Regions from separate parts of the Mus musculus genome. Here region 1 is linked to region 2. Evidence: chromatin contacts called from public promoter capture Hi-C data. All regions are on one chromosome and are shown on one strand. Each heading gives the region's core, a stretch centred on a gene start, on an enhancer-like site or on the middle of the called end of the contact. The rest is flanking DNA. Distances are from core to core; before and after follow the strand shown.

Evidence for each region. Capture Hi-C pulls out chosen DNA fragments and counts their contacts.
Region 1: a promoter capture Hi-C map of pancreatic islet shows a contact between it and region 2. The contact joins two enhancer-like sites. A contact is called at or near these places in 2 of 39 promoter capture datasets (the 3T3-L1 cell line and pre-B cells), 2 of 115 datasets of contacts at active chromatin or transcription factors (embryonic midbrain and embryonic stem cells) and 3 of 9 other capture datasets (adipose tissue, liver and pancreatic islet).

The regions. Positions count from the first base shown.
Region 1 is chr8:13,082,154-13,087,605 of GRCm38.p6, forward strand. Pcid2 (PCI domain containing 2) reads right to left here. Exons shown (of 14, transcript NM_178708.3): 8 at 4,098-4,173; 9 at 3,170-3,311. Among named protein-coding and RNA genes, the nearest start is that of Pcid2, 20 kb to the right of the region's middle. Within about 2 kb of position 4,193, at least 2 of the 459 cell types and tissues checked have an H3K27ac peak or open chromatin away from gene starts, as enhancers often do. A contact at or near this core is called in pancreatic islet, where this site is marked.
Region 2 is chr8:12,926,819-12,932,957 of GRCm38.p6, forward strand. The region is part of intron 1 of Mcf2l (mcf.2 transforming sequence-like); the gene reads left to right. Among named protein-coding and RNA genes, the nearest start is that of Mcf2l, 14 kb to the left of the region's middle. Within about 2 kb of position 4,758, at least 34 of the 459 cell types and tissues checked have an H3K27ac peak or open chromatin away from gene starts, as enhancers often do. A contact at or near this core is called in pancreatic islet, where this site is marked.

The DNA of each region.
Region 1 (5,452 bases), core at 2,943-5,442, 150 kb after region 2:
TTCCTCAGGTGCAAAGCCTCAAGGTTCAGAGAGCAGCGTTGGGAGACAGACTTTCCTACACAGGTGAAGTCCTGCCGAGCCAAAGAAGGAAGCAAGAACTCCACCTGCTATGGAAGTCTCTCCTGGACTGTCAGGCCACTGACTACAAGACAACAAATATGTTTGAAAGCACAGGTCGCCTCACACAGACTGGAGTCTGGGGCTGAGGAACCTGTCACTGGGGCAGGCCTGTGCCATCCACCCCAAGCTGTCTCACTAAGAAGCCACAGAGGCAAAGACAACCCAGAGCCGGCTTCCTTCCAGTCAGCACGTTCCTAGTGTGGCCCTTTGAGTGGGGCCCACAGCCAAGAATACACACACGGACAGCACGGATTGGCTTCTTATGTGTCTGAGTATGTTCTGTTTTGTTAAGAGCTCTCTCAGAGGACTCAGGCTTGGTTCCTAAACCCACACTAGGGGCTCACAACCATCTGTAACTTCTGTTCCAGAGACTCAGACACTGTCTTCTGCCTGGATGGATCCTGCATGCACACGATGCACTTCCTACCCACATGCAGGCAACACTCAATAAAACAAAAGTAAATCTTAAAGAAAAGAAAAAGCTGACAGAGGGAATGAGCCTGACAGGCAGGCGTGAAGAACCTGAAACCTCAGGACCCAGGAAGTAAAACAGGAAGTAAAACAAATGATAGGGAGGCTCTGAAATAAACAAACAAAGGAGAGGTAAGAAAGGGCAACGCACCTGGGGGTAATTGGGAGGAATGAATCTACTCAAAACACACTGTATGAAATTCTCAAGAAATTGATCTTTTTAAGAGAAAGGAAAGAAGGAAGCGAGGGAGGGAGGGAGAAAGGGAGGGAGGGAGGAAGGAAGGAAAGAAGGAAAGAAGGAAGGATAAATGGATGAGTGGATGGATGGATGAATTCCCGGCAGAGCTTGAGAGAATACTCAGGGATAGGCCTAGCCTTTTTCTTTTTTTTTTTTAAAGATTTTTTTTTTTATTTTACATGTATGAATATTTGACTACATACAAGTGTGCACTACATCCACCCCTTTATTTATTGTTATTTATTGTTCTTTTTTTTTTTTTAATATGTAAGTACACTGTAGCTGTCTTCAGACACTCCAGAAGAAGGAGTCAGATCTCATTGTGAGTGGTTGTGAGCCACCATGTGGTTGCTGGGATTTGAACTCCGGACCTTCGGAAGAGCAGTCAGGTGCTCTTACCCACTGAGCCATCTCACCAGCCCAGGCCTAGCCTTTTTCAGAGCACAAAATAGTTCAGCAATCCCAAAGGCAAGGCTCAAGACCACTCAGGCTTAAAGTAAATTGGAAGAGCTGGAAGAGAAAATGCTGAGTGGCAGTGTAAATACACCAACCCCAGCTACATCAGGGTGGCAGTGTGAACACACCAACCCCGGCTACATCAGGGTGGCAGTGTGAATACACCAACCCTGGCTACATCAGGGTGGCAGTGTGAATAAACCAACCCCGGCTATCTTATGGATCCCCAAGTATCACTGAGCTCTCTTAGGAACACCACATCAATGAGATGCCATCTTCAATGCTCCTAACTTAGGCTTTCTGTTTAAGATGAAAAGAGAAATGGGCAATGATCAAGGAAACCCCTTCTGTAGAAACTTGATCACCTACTAAAAACAAAGAAGAAAAGGAAACGAGGCTTGACTGCAAAGGAGCCTAAGCAGCCACCCCTCCGAAGCTACCCTCCTGCTATTTCCTGGGGAAGGGAGCGCATGGGCATCTTGATAATGCACGCTGCACTACTTTTGCTATTACACCTCACCACAGTCAGAATGGCTGCCATCATGAAATCTGTCATCAACTGACTTGGAGAGATAGCTAAGGGGTTAAAAGCCCATACTATTCTTCCAGAGGACCTGAGTTCAGTTCCAGGTTCTAGCACCTATATCTGGTAGCTCACAAATGCCTCTCACTATAGCTCCAGGAGATCTGAATCGTCTGGCCTCTATGAACAAGGCATGCAAATAACCCCTCTCCCAATACACATACATATAATTAACTCAAAAATAAAATAAATCTTAAAAAGTATTTTTTAAAAAAGATTTTAAACAAACATGAAAGATGATGTGGGGAAAGACAAACCCTTATTCACTGCTGGTGGGAGTGCAAATCAATGCTGCTATATGTAAATCGGTCTTAAAAGACAGAACTTTACCTGCTGCAGGCATTCCACACCTGGGCACACACCAGAGCCCTCTATGCCTATCACACAGATATCACACATCCAGGTTCACTGCTGCTCTACATACTATAGCAAGGATATGGAACAATCCAGACATCCATCAGCAGATGCAGAGAATAAAATGCACACAAACAGCATACTGTTCACTCGTTAGTTACACTTGCAAGGCACAGGGAGGCCACTCAGAACAGCAGCACTGGATACTACAGAAGGACAGACTGCGGGGGAGGGACACATGCGTCGTGAGAGGACAGCAAGCTAATGGCTTTCTAGTTCCAACTCTGTGGTAGCTAACCCACGTAAAAATGGGCGGGGAGAGCCAGCTCAGGTTGTCATCTGCCCTCTGTGCACCAGCCATGGCGCACACACACACACCAAAAAAATCACACCACACACATGCACACACACACACACACACACACATACACAAAATAATAAATTTCAAAAATACAATAAATCTAGGTGTGGTACCCCCTGTAATTCCAGGACACTCAGGAGCCTGAGGCCGGAGGATAACCATGAATTTGAGGATAGTCTAGGTTACATAGTGAATTCCAAGACAGCTTGTACTACAGAGTGAGACCCTGTCTCAAAAAACAAAGCAAAGAGGAGACTGGACAGATGACTAGGTAGTCAAAAGTGCTTCCTGCTTTTCCAAAGGACCCAAGTTCAGTTCCACCTGTAAGTCCTGCTCCAGGGGCTCAAACACCTTCTTCTGACTTCTGTGGGGACCTGCACAACACACACGGCATACATTCACATGGGGGTGCATGTGCATGCTCACTTGCTCGCGCGCTCTCTCTCTCTCTCTCTCACACACAATTTGGACTTGGATTATACATACGTCTCACCTTAATAAAATACAGTCTTATATTCTCTGCGACATCAATGTCAGTAAGGCAGAACACATCTTACCCAGACACGGAATAGTGTCATCACCGTACCTTGCTTGAAGTCACTGTCAAACATGGCCTTGCGCCCCACGTAGTACTTGTACGTGATCCTCTGCGCTGTGCTATAGTCATCTTTCAGATTCGAGCTGTCGATGGCTCTGATAAGAGGTTTACACAAATGGAGTTTGTTGATCTATAATAAAGAAGAAACCATTTAAAACATTCATAAGCAATATCAACAGAACAGGCAGACAAAAGGACAGACATGAACTTCTGGCTTACTTTTTTAATATAAATTTCAAAGTCATCAAAATTTCAATAAGAAACAAAAAACTACCTGGTACAGACAACATACAATGGAGAAGCTTGGACTCTGTAAGGGGAGCTAGCAAATGTCCAGGTAAACACCTGCACTCAGCCACACACTGGTGAGGACACACTAAATGTCCCATGAAGTGAAAGACAGATTCTCAGTGACGTGGGACGGGCTGCCCTGTGCCCACTTGTCTTTATGAAGCCAACTTGACTCCTTTGTTCATCCATATATCTATATATCCCCCTCGTTCCATAAAGTTGATATTACAACGCAGGACGAAGGCTCAAGTGGCCACATATACCCAGAGGCCGGCTCCATCACAAGGACCAGTTACCAAATGTTCAGGACTCCCGCCCCACACTCAGTGTGTGCTCACTCAAGAGCTCAGAGCGTGTGTCTGAAGGAGCTGCATTCCCACTAGCGATCCTAAATCACGTCTTCATGAACCTCCAGTTCTTACTGGCTTCTGTGGCACAGAATGCTGCGTGCTTTCTCCATGGAGCCCTGGCCCTCAGAAGGCACGGAATGACTAACAGCTGTTAGGATTGTTAATGTGGGCGTGGTCAGGATCTCTTCCTAACACATGTCAGAAGGCAAACTAAACCAGTAATTTACCTAGGCAGATAGAAAACAAGACTTTACAGAAACTCATGCAAAGCAAACCTTAAAGTAGATTTTAAATAGCTGGTTCACCAGGAACAGCATCCCCCACTTCTTAGAGTCTTCTATGCCGGCACGGCTACAGGAAGAGCAAACAAACATGATCAATTACAGAATAAACCGTTTGCCAGGACTAATTACTACTGTGAGAGAAAGCCTCAGCCAGAGTCATCAAAGAAAAGGTAAAGTTAAAGAGGAAAGAGCAGCTCTGCTCCCCCTGTCCCAGAGACAGCTGTGTCTTCTCCTGCCAGTCTCTTCCCTGACATGCAGTGGCAAAGGCCGGAGTGAATGGGTTTAGCCACAGCAGGCACCTGGTCACCAGAGCTGCCTTCCGTGCTGACTGTTGTGGATGTCGCTGCCATCAGTGACCCCCTCATTGACCTCAAGGTCTCCATGTCCCAGCACAACTCTATCCACAGCAAGTTCCATGGCACAGTCAAGACAGAACAGGAAACCTGTCATCAATGGGAAGGCCAGCTCCATCTTCCAGGAGTGAAATCCGGCCAACATCAGATGAGGCGGTGCTGGTGCCCACTGTGTTGTGGAGCTTACTGTGTCTTCACCATCATGGAGAATAGAGACAAAAGGTTATCCTATCTACCTTGTGCTGATGACCCTGTGACTGTGATAGGTGTGAACCGTGACAAGTAGGATAACTCTCTCAGCTTTGTTAGCAATGTCTCCTGCACCTCCACCTTGTTCAGCCCCGTCACGGACGGCTGAGGTCATCCACGCTATCACCGCCATCCACAAGACTGTGGACAGCCCCTCTGGAAAGCCGTGGTATACGGCTGAGGATACTCAGAGTATCATCCCTGGATTCACTGGTACTGCCAAGACTATGCGCGAGGTCACCCCAGAACCAACAGGTTGCTCAGGGGCAAGCATGGCCGTCTGTGTTCTTATCCCCGGTATGTCTGCTGTGGATCTGCTGTGCCACCTGAAGAAAGCTGACAAGGATGATGGCATCAAGAAGAAGGCCCACTGAAGGGCATCCCAGGCTACAGTGAGAACCAGGCTGTCTCCTGTGACTTTAACAGTGAAACCCACCGTTTTACCTTGGATGCTGGGGCTGGCATTTCTCTCAATGACAACTCTGTAAAGATCATTTCTTGGTATGACAACAAACAACACTACAGCAACAGGGTGGTGGACCTCACGGCCTGCATGTCCTCCAAGAGCAAGAAGACCTGGACCACTTTCCCCAGAAAGAACGGAGAGGAAGAGAGGGACCTCAGCTGTTGAGGCGTCCTTGTCCCAAGTCAGCTCCCTACCCTGAGTATCTGCCCTCACGGCTTCTAGCTCAGAATCCAGAGACAAAGGGCCCTTGGGAGTCTATTCTCTTGAACACCATCAGT
Region 2 (6,139 bases), core at 3,508-6,007:
AAAATATTTTGAGTGGTACTTGCAGGACCCTTAAAAAATGTCTTATGACCTGCTAGACATCCTGGCTCAAAGCAAAGATGGTCTGGGTGTGGAGTCTGGCTTTATCTGAATTTCCTTTGTCTTCTGGTCTGAGAGCCTGGCTCAGAAGAAGCTATGGTGGTGGGAGTCCTGGGCAGACATGGCCACGATGCACTCCCTGTCTGAAAGGTCAGTGGGGCTTGCTCCCAGGTTGAACAGTCCATCCAGGCCCCCAGCAGCCTGTTGTCACGATGGCTATAGCCCACCCCCACCCCACTCCCAGTTCAGATTCTCTTTGGGGCAGCACACTTGCTCAGCCAGTTTAAATTCCCAATCTCAGACTAATGTGTTACAAATTAACATCCAGAGAAGTGGGGCCGTTCCAGTTGCTGGAGCTAGAGCCAGAGCTGTGCCTTGAGGCTGAGTTCTGGTCCTGGCAGGGAACACAAGACTCTTTTCCCCCAGGAGCTTGGGGACACAGATGTTACCAGGGAATTCAGGGCTGCAGTGATCTCTGACAGTAGGCTCACGTAGCATCCTTAGGGTGTCAGCTATAATTCCACTGTATCCCACTGTGGACATAAAGGACCAGCGCCTCCTGGTGTCCATCTTAGATTTGCACGCACTTGGGAAGGACAGGCAGTCCACTAGGAGCTAGCCTGTTAGCATCACAGGCTGCAAAGGAGGGGCAGCCATCTGGAGGTCCATGATCTAAAGTTCATCCTATCTTCTACCCCAGGAGTCAGCTCCTGAGAGTACTTCATAAACCAGCATGGGCACAGCAGGGTAGAAACGGGCCCTTGCCCTCCCATGTGGTATGGAAAGTATCCCTAACACGGTGGGCCAGGCCAAGTCCTGCTAGATTGGCACAGATAACCTGGGTTGAGGTACCAGGTCCCTAGTCACCTTATCAAACCCTCTGACATCTGCCCAGCACAGTGACAGGGAAGAGCAGGACTGGGTGTGACAGAGGCCAAGCTAGTCCTGGCACCTGCTCAGTGCAACCCAGGGTGCTCAATGCCCTCTTACCAGAAACCCCTCACCTGGATGTGAGGAGATTCTCCAAACACCCCCTCACAATATGGGGTATTCTGGGCCACACTTGAGATTACTCAAATGTCACTCGCTATTCCTGGGCCACCAGCACCATCTGCCTGGTTTGGCTGTTGAGGGTGCTGATATTGATTTTGGGGTGCCCTCCTGGCTCTGCCTCCCTATCCGTGTCTCAGTGGAGTCTGTCTGATGAGCTCCATCCCAGTGCAAGCGCATCTCAGACAGGTGCAGCTCAGTGCAGCCAGATGGCTCTGGCAGGTGCAGCTGGCAGCAGGTACGGCTGGTTGCAGGGGCAGCTCACTGTGTACAGCTCACTATGTGCAGCTCACTGTGTGCAGCTCACTGTGCACGGCTCACTGTGGGCAGCTCCAGTCTACAGCAGTTCACACAACCAATAGCTTGCTTGTTCATGCTGAGCACCTGCGTGGGCAGTAAACCCTGGAGTCCATTTTCCATGTGACATGGCTTTTTGAACACGGAGCGTTTCTAAGGGCTTGCAGCCATCTGCTTATGCATCGTCAGAGGTGAAGTCATGGCTAGTGCTGTGGACAGAGTTAGAGTTACGAGAAAGGGCAGGTGATGGGGATGCCGTGTCGTGAACAATGGGTGAAGACAGGGTGAGGGGAGAGTTGTCTGGACTGGCGAGGGAGCTGGGCAGAGCTGCTCTTTCCATCACAGAAGTCCGTGGGGCACTATTGACTAGAGATTAGTAGAGCATTTCACTTGCATGTGGCAACCTTGGACTGTGGTAGCAGACTTGATGAGATTCTAAACTGGAAGAGCAAGGCCCAAAGAGGGGCCAGAGACACAGGTGCCCACCTCAGCAGCATGGCTGCCAAGAGTCTGCCTGTGCTGAGAGCATGGGAGGGAGGCTCTGCCAGCCACCCCTATTAAAGCACTGCGGGGAACCCTCTTTAGTTGACACTTCTTGATGAACATGGAACAGCTAAGACTCCTTAAGCGCCATACAATGGAGCGGGCACAGGGGCAGTGTGGAGCCCTGGGACCGGACACCACAGCGTTGGTTTAGGAGAAAAGTTCTACTTGCCTTTTGATGCTGACTAGATTCCTCCCCTGGGTGTGGCACTGCCCTTCACAAGCTCAGTAAGTCAGGGTGAGGCCCCAGTTGTACACTCCACTCCCTAAAGCCCCCATGCTGGGCTGCAGTGGTGGCCAGGAGCCCCACCCAGGGCAGACAACCTGACAGTTAAACATTACCCGTCACCTGAGTGCTGATCTGGACACTGTGGGTTCTTGGGATCTGTGACATCTCATGGCCTGGGTGGGTGTGGCCTTTTGCAGTTCCTCAGCGCTGCTAGGCCCTATCCTTACCACGCCCTGCACACACATCCATCCATTGTGAACTGGTCTCTACACCGCAGTGCACAGACCCTCAGGCACTGCTGCTGTTTCCACTGGGCAGAGCGTTTGACAAAACTCAGGTTCAAGTAGTGCATGAGTCAGCGCCAGCCTTCCCACACCTTTTCTCTGTGGTAAGTGATGGTGTGGGGAAAAGTGTGGCTGAAGGTTATAATTTCCTGATAAGCCAGAAGTGGAGTGCCGTCAGTTTATCCAGAAGTCCTGGCCATCAGCCTTCATGAAGACACTGGAAAGCAGAGCTCAATAGCACAGTGGTGGGCGTCCCCTCTGAGAGCCTGTCTTATTAGGAATCCAGACAGCCTCTCTGTTAAAACATGTTTGAGGTTGGCACAGAGAGTTTTCAACAGAGCCAGAACTAATTAAAAGGAGATGATAAAGGCCCATGAAGATGGTTCAGCTGTGTAAGTGTGAAGACCAGCGTGTGGATTTCCAGAACCCATATAAAAGCTAGGCAGGCATGGTGGAGATCAACGGGAGAAAGGGCTTCATGTCCACTTGTGGCCTCTGAGTGCTCCTGCAAGCACACAGGAGCACGTGCACACATGCACACGATAAAAAATTTTTGGGGCATGTGGGTTCCGGTGATCACTTGTTAGAGCTTCTGGGTAGCAGAGCTCAAGGTGGGAAGTGGTGCATAGGAGACCTGTTCTGTAAAGGATTTGGGGAGAATCCTTCTCTTCACACATTTGTTAGGATTCTCAGTAGATACCATGTTTGGATTTTTTTTTCTTTCTTTAAGAAAATCAGCACTCCTAGTTAGATGTTCCACGGCAGCCGGCTAGAAATACTAAAACCTGGGTGTTCAGTAGGATTCCACCCTGGGTCCCGCTGTGGTTACAGTGTTGCTGTCCAGGAAAGCCCCACTGCAGGCTAGGACCACACATGTCCAGCTCGTTGCTGTGACACAGTTGACCCCTGTGCCAGATGCACAGGCCACTGGGCTGAAGTTCTTCCTGGCTCAGCCCAGGACTCAACCATGTTTGTAGAAGACAGACATATTATTGAAAGTGGGACTATCCAATGTGAGGCTAGACCACTAGTATGATGGTCCTACCCATGGCTAGTCAAAGCAGGAACATCCTGTATGAGGCTAGACCACTGGTGTGACAGTCCTGCCCATAGGCATTTATAGCCACACTCCTGGCATCCAAGCTTCAGAAGTTCGAGCCTGCAGAAGGGCGTGGCCATCCTGCTCTAACTCTAAAGCAAGCTTGCAGAGGGGTGGGAGGTGGGAGGAGCCTCCCGTTTGATTTATAGTGCTTTTGTTCACAGGGGAAACACTGGTGAGAGACATTTCCTTGTGGTGCTCCTAGAACTTGTTTGTAAGAAGCCGTTTCCTGCTCTGAGGAAATCTGGGGATTGTTATCATTTTTAAAATTTCAGGCAGCTCGGTTGCAGGTAGTAATTTTGTGACAACTAGATATGGTTGCTGTCGGTTTAGCCAGAGCTGGGAAGGACCTCCTGACCAGCTCCTAACTTCCCTGGCCACTGGCCACCACTTGGCCTAGAGTGAAACCAATGCCAGGCTAGAGAGACCCAGAGACCCCATCCCAGCTGCGCTAGGGTCCTCGCAGGCTCTCTTTGGGGCCTCTGGGATCTCAGTCTCTGTGGGGATGGTCCCTATGTGTTATCTTGGGACGGGGTGCCTGTGGAGTCTCTGCTCTTGAGGAATGTGGAAATAACAACTCACACCTACCCGGGCCCTACTACCTGCCCACAGCGTGAATTTGCTCACCTTGGGGAAACGGTGTCCTTGACATCTGAGTGGTGGTGGCTGCCAGTCACTAGATTTGAACTCTCTAGGTAGTGGGGACCTCGCTGTGTTCTGATGGTTGGGCTCAGGAGTTCATCCTTGCCTGGATCCCTGGGCAGAGAGGTTAGTTTTCCGACTGCCCCTCCATCCACTGAAGCTTCATCTACTTCTTTGTGTCCTGACCCTGTACGAGTAGATTGGCTGTGTGAGCATGTGCCCTGGTACCAGTGCTGTCTGCATGCTGGATGGGGGCTACTCTTTGTATGCCAGGCCTCAGACAGACAGACAGACAGACAGACACACACACACACACACACACACACACACACACACACCTCTGTCTGTTCCTTTCCTGTAAGGAACGAGGCCCAAGCTGACGCTGCATCGTCTTCTTTGGACCAGGAGCCCTCTCACCTCCTGCTGGTGCACTCTGCTGAGCCTTCTCGCCTCCCTGCCCTGGGAATGGTGACTCTTTCTTGTCCATCACCGTGAGTGGACGTTGTCCCTGGCTGAGTCCCTGTGCCTCACACTGGCAAGAATGGCTTGATTGTTCTTTTCCCAAAGCTGCTTGCAGGCTGTTTCAGCCTGGAGTCGCTGTGTAAATATGCAGGGTGGAGTGAGGAGGGGATGTTAGTCTTGTGAGAGCAATTACCTTAGTGCTCCATCCTGGTTAATGGTGAAGTGAAAGTGAAGCTGGCCGCTCCTGCAGTCGGTTGGTGGTCAGTCGGTCGCTGAGTGCAGTCAAGGGCTCCGGCTGCCTGTGGCCATGGCACACAAACGGCCTGCCCGGATCTCTGTGGCAGAGATGAAACTCTACTACATGTACTCTGAGTGGTGCTCCTGGCTACGCTCTCTGGCTGAGGGTGAGTCCCAGGGTCCTCCGAGGGAGTGGGCACACTTGCAACCTGGGTGCTCTGTGACTGTATTCTGTTGATGAGAGAAATGGTCTCCCCAGTTCCTGTGTCCCCTTTGGATCTGAGGCCACTAAGGTGGGACCTGGAGCACACGAGTTCTCAGCCCGTGGTTGTCACTGGAGTAGTTTGCAGCATTGGCTACCAAGAGTAAACAGCATTCTCAGGCTGGCAAGTGTAGGAACTCCTACATGTCACCAAGCTGTTTTCGTGATTGGCTCCCTGGGGAGCTACAAGACCATAGAGCATCCAGAGGGTCCTTCCCTTAGCCCTGAGCTCACTGTCTAGCAGGCAGAGTGACCATCACTTTTTTTTCTGGCCTGATCCCATCTTGTCTGTGTGATGTGGGCCTGGGATCTTTGAAGGTTAGAGGTTCGGCCATGGCTGGCATTTGACAGAGTTCGTTGTTGCATGCGGTGTAACAGCTGAGACATGAGGAGGGGTTGTTTTGAGAAACACTGCTCAGGGCCTAAATGTGCAGGAAGTGTCTCTGTGGACAGTAAGAAAGAAGGCTCAGCAGAGATGGCCCTGTCAGTCCTGTGCACACACAGCCCTCTGCCCCCAGCGCTTTTCTGTGCATTTTGTGGCTCAGGCCACCTCTCCTAAGAGGATAGGAGGGTGTTCAAGATGCTACAGTGGCTACGGTGGCACTCACAGGAGAGACTCAGGAGGGGACATATATTCCTCTGCTAGAGCATATTACTCAGGGGTGCAAGCTGACCATACACAGCCCCTGGTGACGTGGGGGAATCAGCCAGGACAGCTGACTCTTGAGGAGAAGGGTGTGGAAGGGTGGCAGGTGGTGTGGATGAGGTTTTCATACTCAGTACCCCAGCCGGAAGAGACATCTGTGTCGGGACTGGGGCTCTGTGGATGGGGCCCGTACGCAACCAGCTCAACTGTGACGTTTCTTCTGTCTGTTTGTAAAATAGGAACACCCTTTCCATCTGGAAAGCTGAGGTGGGGGAGTTGTAGTCTCCGTGAATAGAACTCTAGGTTGTGTGAACAAGCCCATGTTTAGACA